Regions from separate parts of the Gossypium hirsutum genome. Here region 2 is linked to region 1. Evidence: chromatin contacts called from public Hi-C data. All regions are on one chromosome and are shown on one strand. Each heading gives the region's core, a stretch centred on a gene start, on an enhancer-like site or on the middle of the called end of the contact. The rest is flanking DNA. Distances are from core to core; before and after follow the strand shown. Region 1 holds the start of LOC107914954 (protein LIGHT-DEPENDENT SHORT HYPOCOTYLS 10). Region 2 holds the start of LOC107914502 (high mobility group B protein 6).

Region 1 (3,487 bases), core at 598-3,097:
TCGCGGATGTGACTTGTTGGTCACGGGCCCGGGTTCCAATACCTGAAAATTATTAGATCTATTTTTCAGCTTAAAAGAAATTATATTTTATTAAAAATAATAGGGTATCGCGTGACAGGTTGGCGGCACTAATAAAAAATATTTTTTTTCCTTTTTATGCTTATACATGTAAAAAAAAACACGTATTTTGAGTTTGAAATACAAGTGCCATCGATTGGTTAGGCTGCACCCAAAAAAAATAAATTATTTTAAAGAGGAAAGGGGTGCCGCCGATTGGTCAGGCAACACCAGTTATTTACTGCAAAGTTTGCCTAGATTCGAGAATATTAGTGTCATTATCCCATTCTGGTATTTATTTATTTTATATTATTGAAGTAAAAAATTTTATAATTTATCATCTGTTTATTTAAAATGTAACTCGATTGATTCCTAACTAAATTAACATATTATTATAATAATGAAAAGGACATGGATTCAAAAAATATATACTTATTAAAAAGAAATATGAATAAAAATAAGCTACGGAAAATGTTAATAAGGGCGGTTCATGGTTGATTAATATGATATTTAAATGAAGTATGATTGATAAAAAAGATTTAAAATGAAAAAAGTAATTCAATGAGTCTTTGTAAATGCCGATTCACGTCACTAATATTATGATGGTTGAAATTAGGTATAAATTTGGAGTGGGGAATCTGGGTTGTTTATAGTATTGAGGATTAATTAATATTGCAGTTGGTATACCACCAAATAGGTAACAAATTATTTGATTTGTCTCTTGAAGTCGGTGGGCTTCAGGATGTCTTCTTGCAAAGTAATGAAATATATATATAATCTTAGAAAGCAGTTCATTCACTCCAGAAATTACATGCAGTGATTCATCTAATGAAATTGAAAAATATAGCAGTGAAAATAACTAAATAAAACAATAGCAGTGCTGGATCTAACATTAATTCAAAGTGAAACTAGTACTTAAAGGAAATAGAGAAGCAAAAATAAAAATACCATGTATATATTGAAACACTGCGAGCAGTGAGTGAGGGATAAGACTCTAAACCCTAAATTCGAAAAGAAAGAAAAAGAATCAAGAGAAGAAGAGGGTCGAGCTGGATTCATCGCTTGGTTTGTCTTGCTTGGGCTTTTTCTTTTGCTTCTTGTAAGGGATCCCCCTTGCCTTTGCTTGACTTTCCCTCACCTCTCTTAGATAAACTCGAATAGCACCGGTGGCAAAAGGGTTGGACTCAGGTGACCCTCCATTTTCTTCATAAGCAGCTCGAAGCCTCCCAATAAGAGCATCAAGGCTGCCCCAAGCTTGCCTAAGGGGGCAAGTGCAAGGAGCAGGTGGTTCAGGCTGTCCGTAGAACATGCAACCTTGGAGGTGAACCTTGGTCTTCCCGAACTGATCCAGATATCGCAGGAAGTCTAAGACATGGTTGGAATTGCACTGTGAAAGAGGAACCGGAGGCCGCTGGTTCTTCAAGTACTGACCGAAAGTATTCCAGTCCCTTCTCTTCTGGGACTCATATCGGCTAGGTGTTGGGGGTTGGTGGTGATCGGCAATCAAGGATGATCCTTCGGCTATATCCTTCCCTCTCTCACTGGACATATCGTTGAGATGGATGTGTATGTTTGTTGGTAAGGAAGGCAGGCAAGTAGAAATAGGGGGGCCGGGAAGCAAGGTAAGGGAGAGGAGGAACATGAAGTTCACATCATGGGGCAACCAAGACACGCCATGGGGCCATAAGACGTTGCTTTCTCTCCCTCTTTTTCATCATCTTTCATTTCTGTACATTCTCCTCTATAATTATACTATAAAATTAGCTATGTATTTTCCCTATTAATCCAATGCAATAATTGATGTTATTTGTCAATACATTAAGCTCTTATCATGTTACTTTTGAACTACCTTTAACCCCTATTGCCCTCTATGATTTCTTTTTTGGTATACCAATGAAAAAGTAATAAATCAATATATCTTAAAATGATAACCTCGTTGACAGCATGTACATGATAACTTTTCTAAATCAAACGCCACAAATTAAGACTAGAAACATGCAACTCCTCTTGGGGGTGGGGGGCCGAAATTACGTATCAAAACAATATTTTAAAAGCCAAAAAATAAAATAATAAAATTTTGAGATATTATGTATGTTGTAGAGTTTTTTTTATATTTAAATGTTACATATTTAAAAGCACAAATTTAATAAAAAAATTATAAGTAATAAGCTAAAACAAATATATAATTGTAAGTAAATTCAAAGTTTTCGGTATTTATGGCAAATCGATAAAGTTACGTTTAATTTTAGAAAACAAATTTCTTGGCTGATTACTTAAATAAGGGTAGTAGGAATTAGTATCATTTACATTGATTAACTTTTAGATAGTACAATTTTTTTTTAAGAACTAAACCATTAAAAGGTTATAAACAATATATATAGAGAACTAAGTATAAGCTCTAAAATCAGTAGATTTGCAGTTACGCCGCCGCCATTGATTTGTCATCAGATCATTTGATTAAAAAAAATTTTGTAGTTGACTTCATTGGAGGACAAAGTTACCAAGAAAGTTTGTATACGTAATAATGGTCTGGGGAGGATGATCATTTTCTGGTCGTGGATGAGGAAGGAAATCCCAATGGATTTGATAAGCTATCTAACTCACGGTTATCTTTCAAAGACATGTTGCTTGGGGTTTCAAGGGATGCGAAACAAAGTTTGCACGATCAAGATAATGATGATCTACAGTTACTCAATGGAGATGTGACTACTGGAATAGAAGACGAACTACCTTCGATTCGATTTTCTGAAATGGTTCATCAGATTTTATATCAGAGTATATCTCGCACGATTGTGGTTAAGCTTTTGGGAAGGTAAATAGGTTTCCAGGCTCTTTCTAATAAGATTTATCACCTTTGGAAGCCTTCCACTCCAGTTAAATTTTTGGATTTGGAAAATGATTATTTCATGGTGAAATTCCAAGTGGAAATGGATTATATTCAGGCTCTCACAAAAGGACCGTGGATTGTTTTTGGGCAACATTTAACGGTTCAACCCTAGTCTGAATTCTTCTCAACTAGTCAACCTCATCCGTCGAATGTGGTGGTAGCTTCGATTCGCCTTCTGGGCATCCCCGGTTTTTTTGTATCGGAAGAGTATCTTAACGAGCATTGGGGGAGACGATTGGTCATGTCATTAAACTTGATGATAATACGGGCAGTACGCATCGGAGTCGATTCGTTCATATGGCGATCCTTCTCGATCTTAACAAGCCTTTGGTTTCTAAAATTAAGGTGGATGGTCAACTTCAGCGTGTAGAATATGAGTCTATCCCTAATATTTGTTTTTCTTGTTGGCATTTTGAACACTTGAGAGAATCTTGTTCTTTTGTCCCTAGCCATGATGGACGAAGTATAAAGAGGACTGTACAAATGGCAGACCAAAGGAACCAAGAAGCTCTGGTTATGGCCAAAAATAAGAAAGAGTTGGAC
Region 2 (3,514 bases), core at 767-3,266, 220 kb after region 1:
GTGAAACCAGAAGGGCTTATTACAATGACCCCAGAGGAAATGGCAAGTGAACAAAGGCAACGTGAAATTAATGAAATTAAAGAAAAAGCTTTATTTGATTGCGAGCGAGGTGTTGCGCCAAAGGCCACGACAGATCAATTTAAGTGCGGTCGTTGTGGTCAACGCAAGACCACTTACTATCAAATGCAGACAAGGAGTGCAGATGAACCTATGACAACCTATGTTACGTGTGTCAACTGCAACAACCATTGGAAATTCTGTTAGTGAAATCCAGAGATGTAGTGTTGATCATCTTGGTTGCTTCAGTCTGTTTATGAGGAGTTTGTGGTCATTAACTTTAGAATTCATCTTTCATTCATATTTTTCTGCTATTGGGACTTTGATAGGGATAACTTTGAGGGATGATTGTGCAAAAACCATAACTCAGCTGTTCCACAACTTAGGTGCTTCCATCTCCCACTCATCTTGAAAACCGAGGCTCAACTGGTGGAAAGATGAGCTTGGATGGCATGAGGCATTCATTTCATGTTAAGTAGCTAATGCTTGTTCTTTTTCTTTTATCAAAACAACTCCTGTAGTTTTTATTTGTTTCTAAAGGGTATGGAGAATGGTAGTTGTAGAATTAGGCCTACTTAATTTCTTATCGTACCAACAACAATGTTGTAAATGGAGGCTCTTATTTGTGGTTGTTTTTATACCCCAAAGGGTTTTGGTATCATTTTCTTCCGCTTTGGCAAGTTGTTTGTTTATGTGGCTTTATTACCAGGAATGGCTGTGGATTGTGGAGCCCTAACCAAAAGAAAAAAAAAAGGCTAAAAAGCACAATCTTTAAGTCAAACTCAAAGAGGAGCGCCTCTGAATTTGAATTCCCATCAATAATATTAGTTTACATTATAGTATTTCCTTTCAAAATGACAAATAAAAAGAAGTGATGAAAAGCAAAAAGCAAAACCATACAGCTGAGATAGCTTTGATTTGGTTTGGAAGGACATGATTAATCATTATTATTCTCTTCAACAAACTCAGATGAATCTGATGGAGTTGGGCTCTGCAATGTGTTTTCATCCATGGATTCTGCCTCCCATTCTGCAGCAGCTTTTATATCCTGAAAAAGAAGATTGAAAGATATCACATTCTGGGTTTCATGTTTATCGTTTACTCTGTTCAATTGCTAGTTTTAATCAAATTCAAAACAACTTACCGGTGATTGCACTTCATTGTTCTTCCTGCCACCCTGTTGTCTCTCCCTCAGTGACTTTATTGGAGATATCCTCTGTTTCAAAATCAAACCATGAATTTGCAAGGAAAAGAAAAAAAGAGAACTACTTGTTTTGTTAATTTCTTTAAGGCTGCCTTGGTTTAACTAGTTACCATGCAATAAGATTTGAGCTCCTTTAATCTGAACAATCTATCAACCTCGATTTCGAGCTGTTTCTGAAATTGACCTCTGTCCTCCATCTCCTTCAGTTGTGAATCCAAGACAGCTTCCCTCTCTTTCAACATCTTCTCCGTCTTCTCCTTATCCAACCTCAACCGCTCCAGTCTCTTCCTCATGGCACTGAGCTCCTCCGCCAACGACGAATCTAAATCCAACGCCGCCTCCACCTTCTTCTTATTCGTGGGTGTAGCGTAAACGGTCACGGGATGATGATGGTGGTTCAGGTTCTCCTTGTTTGAAACATCGTCCAGGCGGTGCTCTTGCTTGGGCTTTGACTTGACTTGCTTAGTCTTTGAGCCTTCCTTCATCACCACCACGAAATTGACATCGGCGGCAGCTGTATTCTTTGGCTGGAGAGGTTTACGTGCGCTGACATGAATCTCAGGCGTCGCCATTCGTAGAGATTAGGGATTTTGTTTTACGAAAAAATGAAAGCAGCAAATGGGACTATGGGAGTGGTGAGAAAAGGAAAGGGAGAGGAGACAGATAAAAACAAGGAGGGTTTGAATTTGAATAGAAGCAGGCGCTAACGGCTATTACTTTATTTACAAATATAATTAATTGGTAAACTTTACCAATGGTATACAAATTATGTCTGGTTGCTTTTAACTTTAAAAATTTTCAATTTAAGTATTAATGTTTGATTTCGTTCTTGTTTTGGTCACTCATCGTTAAATTGATAATGAAAATTATTTTTCTAATTAGTATAATAACACATTTAACTCTTAATACTTACATATTTTATTTGATCCTAATTCTAAATAATTCAATAGACTTAACCTTCCAGATTTATAAATTCTATTAATTTGATCTTCAAATTTTTTAACTAAAATTTTCAGCTTTTAAAACAGAAACATTCCACATCTATAAATTTGTAAATCCGCTCACCCCCAAAAAAATTCTCCATTAAAACAAATGGTAAGAGGCTCTATATTGGTATCAAAGTAACCTAATAAACCTTTTTTCTTCTTCTAATTTACAATACTGAAACTTAAAATTTTATATATTAATTGTTTTATCACTTAACCTAATAAGTATTCGGTTGATAAGCAATACAAGAGACATCCCCAAGAAAACAAAGGCACCCTTTTATGTCTTGTACAATAAAATATACTTCTATTTTTATTACTTCAGTATTTTTAAAAAGTAAAATAAGTTATTTGAAAGGTGAAATTAGACAGAACCCATGCCTTGATTTGAAATTATTTTCATATTCACCTCTAATTTGAATTTGTTTTTGAAATGAAATCTGAATTTTAAATAAATTGCTGCGCAACAATAAAAAACAAAGAGCGCCTAATTAGATGTATTTGTCTGCCTCTGCCCAACAGAGGGAATGGAATAATAGTAGGATCTGATAACGACAAGAATTCATTCTGTTATATATAGTAATTTGAAAAATTGAAGCAACTGGCCTATTAGCTCAGCTGGTTAGAGCGTCGTGCTAATAACGCGAAGGTCGCAGGTTCGATCCCTGCATGGGCCAACAATTTTGTTTTTTCCTTTTTTCAGAAATCAGAACGTGGATGCACAAATGCATTAAACACCAAATAGCATTAGACGTTTCCCACGATGCCTACAACTTAGGAGTAGTTATTTCTAAAGGTCTCAAAAAGAAGAACAAGTAACAACCAACTCATAGATCAAAACACATAGTCATCATATGGATATGGGATTTTTATACTCTACATATATGGACAACCCGATTCAGTTAGTCAAAGACAACAGAAGCTACATTGTCCCAGCAGTAGAAAAGTTGTACGGATATATTAAGCTTTCTAGCCTGATATTACTGTATTAGCCATAACCTCCAGCACATCCTCAACAAGCAATGCCTAAGTGCTCACCAGGAATCGTATCTGATTATGACAGTGAAATTACAGAACTTGAATGAATGATCGAAAGAATCCAACTCAAGAGATTCAACAGCCCCTGATTTAATGTTGAAAGTATAGCCCCGCACCTAGAAACATATGAAATAATAAGATGATATAAAGCACAATGAAATAAGCAGAGAGCTTCTAGTGCATAAAATATGTAGTCCCCCCTTCCCAATGTTTTGATGTCCTGGAGTTA

Evidence for each region. Hi-C and Micro-C count contacts between places; a contact is called where the count stands out from the background.
Region 2: a contact with region 1 is called in a Hi-C map of leaf, with 2.6 times the contacts expected there. The contact joins the promoter of LOC107914502 here to the promoter of LOC107914954 in region 1. A contact is called at or near these places in 10 of 34 Hi-C or Micro-C datasets (callus, leaf and petal).

What each region holds. Positions count from the first base shown.
Region 1 is chrD10:18,217,634-18,221,120 of Gossypium_hirsutum_v2.1, forward strand. It overlaps LOC107914954 (protein LIGHT-DEPENDENT SHORT HYPOCOTYLS 10), which reads right to left and starts at 1,848. Exons shown (of 1, transcript XM_016844025.2): 1 at 844-1,848. The coding sequence starts at 1,699. The coding sequence ends at 1,085.
Region 2 is chrD10:18,438,405-18,441,918 of Gossypium_hirsutum_v2.1, forward strand. It overlaps LOC107914502 (high mobility group B protein 6), which reads right to left and starts at 2,017. Exons shown (of 3, transcript XM_016843435.2): 1 at 1,372-2,017; 2 at 1,202-1,273; 3 at 828-1,105. The coding sequence starts at 1,833. The coding sequence ends at 995. It overlaps TRNAI-AAU (transfer RNA isoleucine (anticodon AAU)), which reads left to right and starts at 2,851; the gene lies at 2,851-2,924. LOC107916138 (a long non-coding RNA gene) reads right to left here. Exons shown (of 4, transcript XR_005919221.1): 4 at 3,001-3,401. It overlaps LOC107914501 (transcription elongation factor TFIIS), which reads left to right. Exons shown (of 3, transcript XM_016843434.2): 3 at 1-718. The coding sequence ends at 264.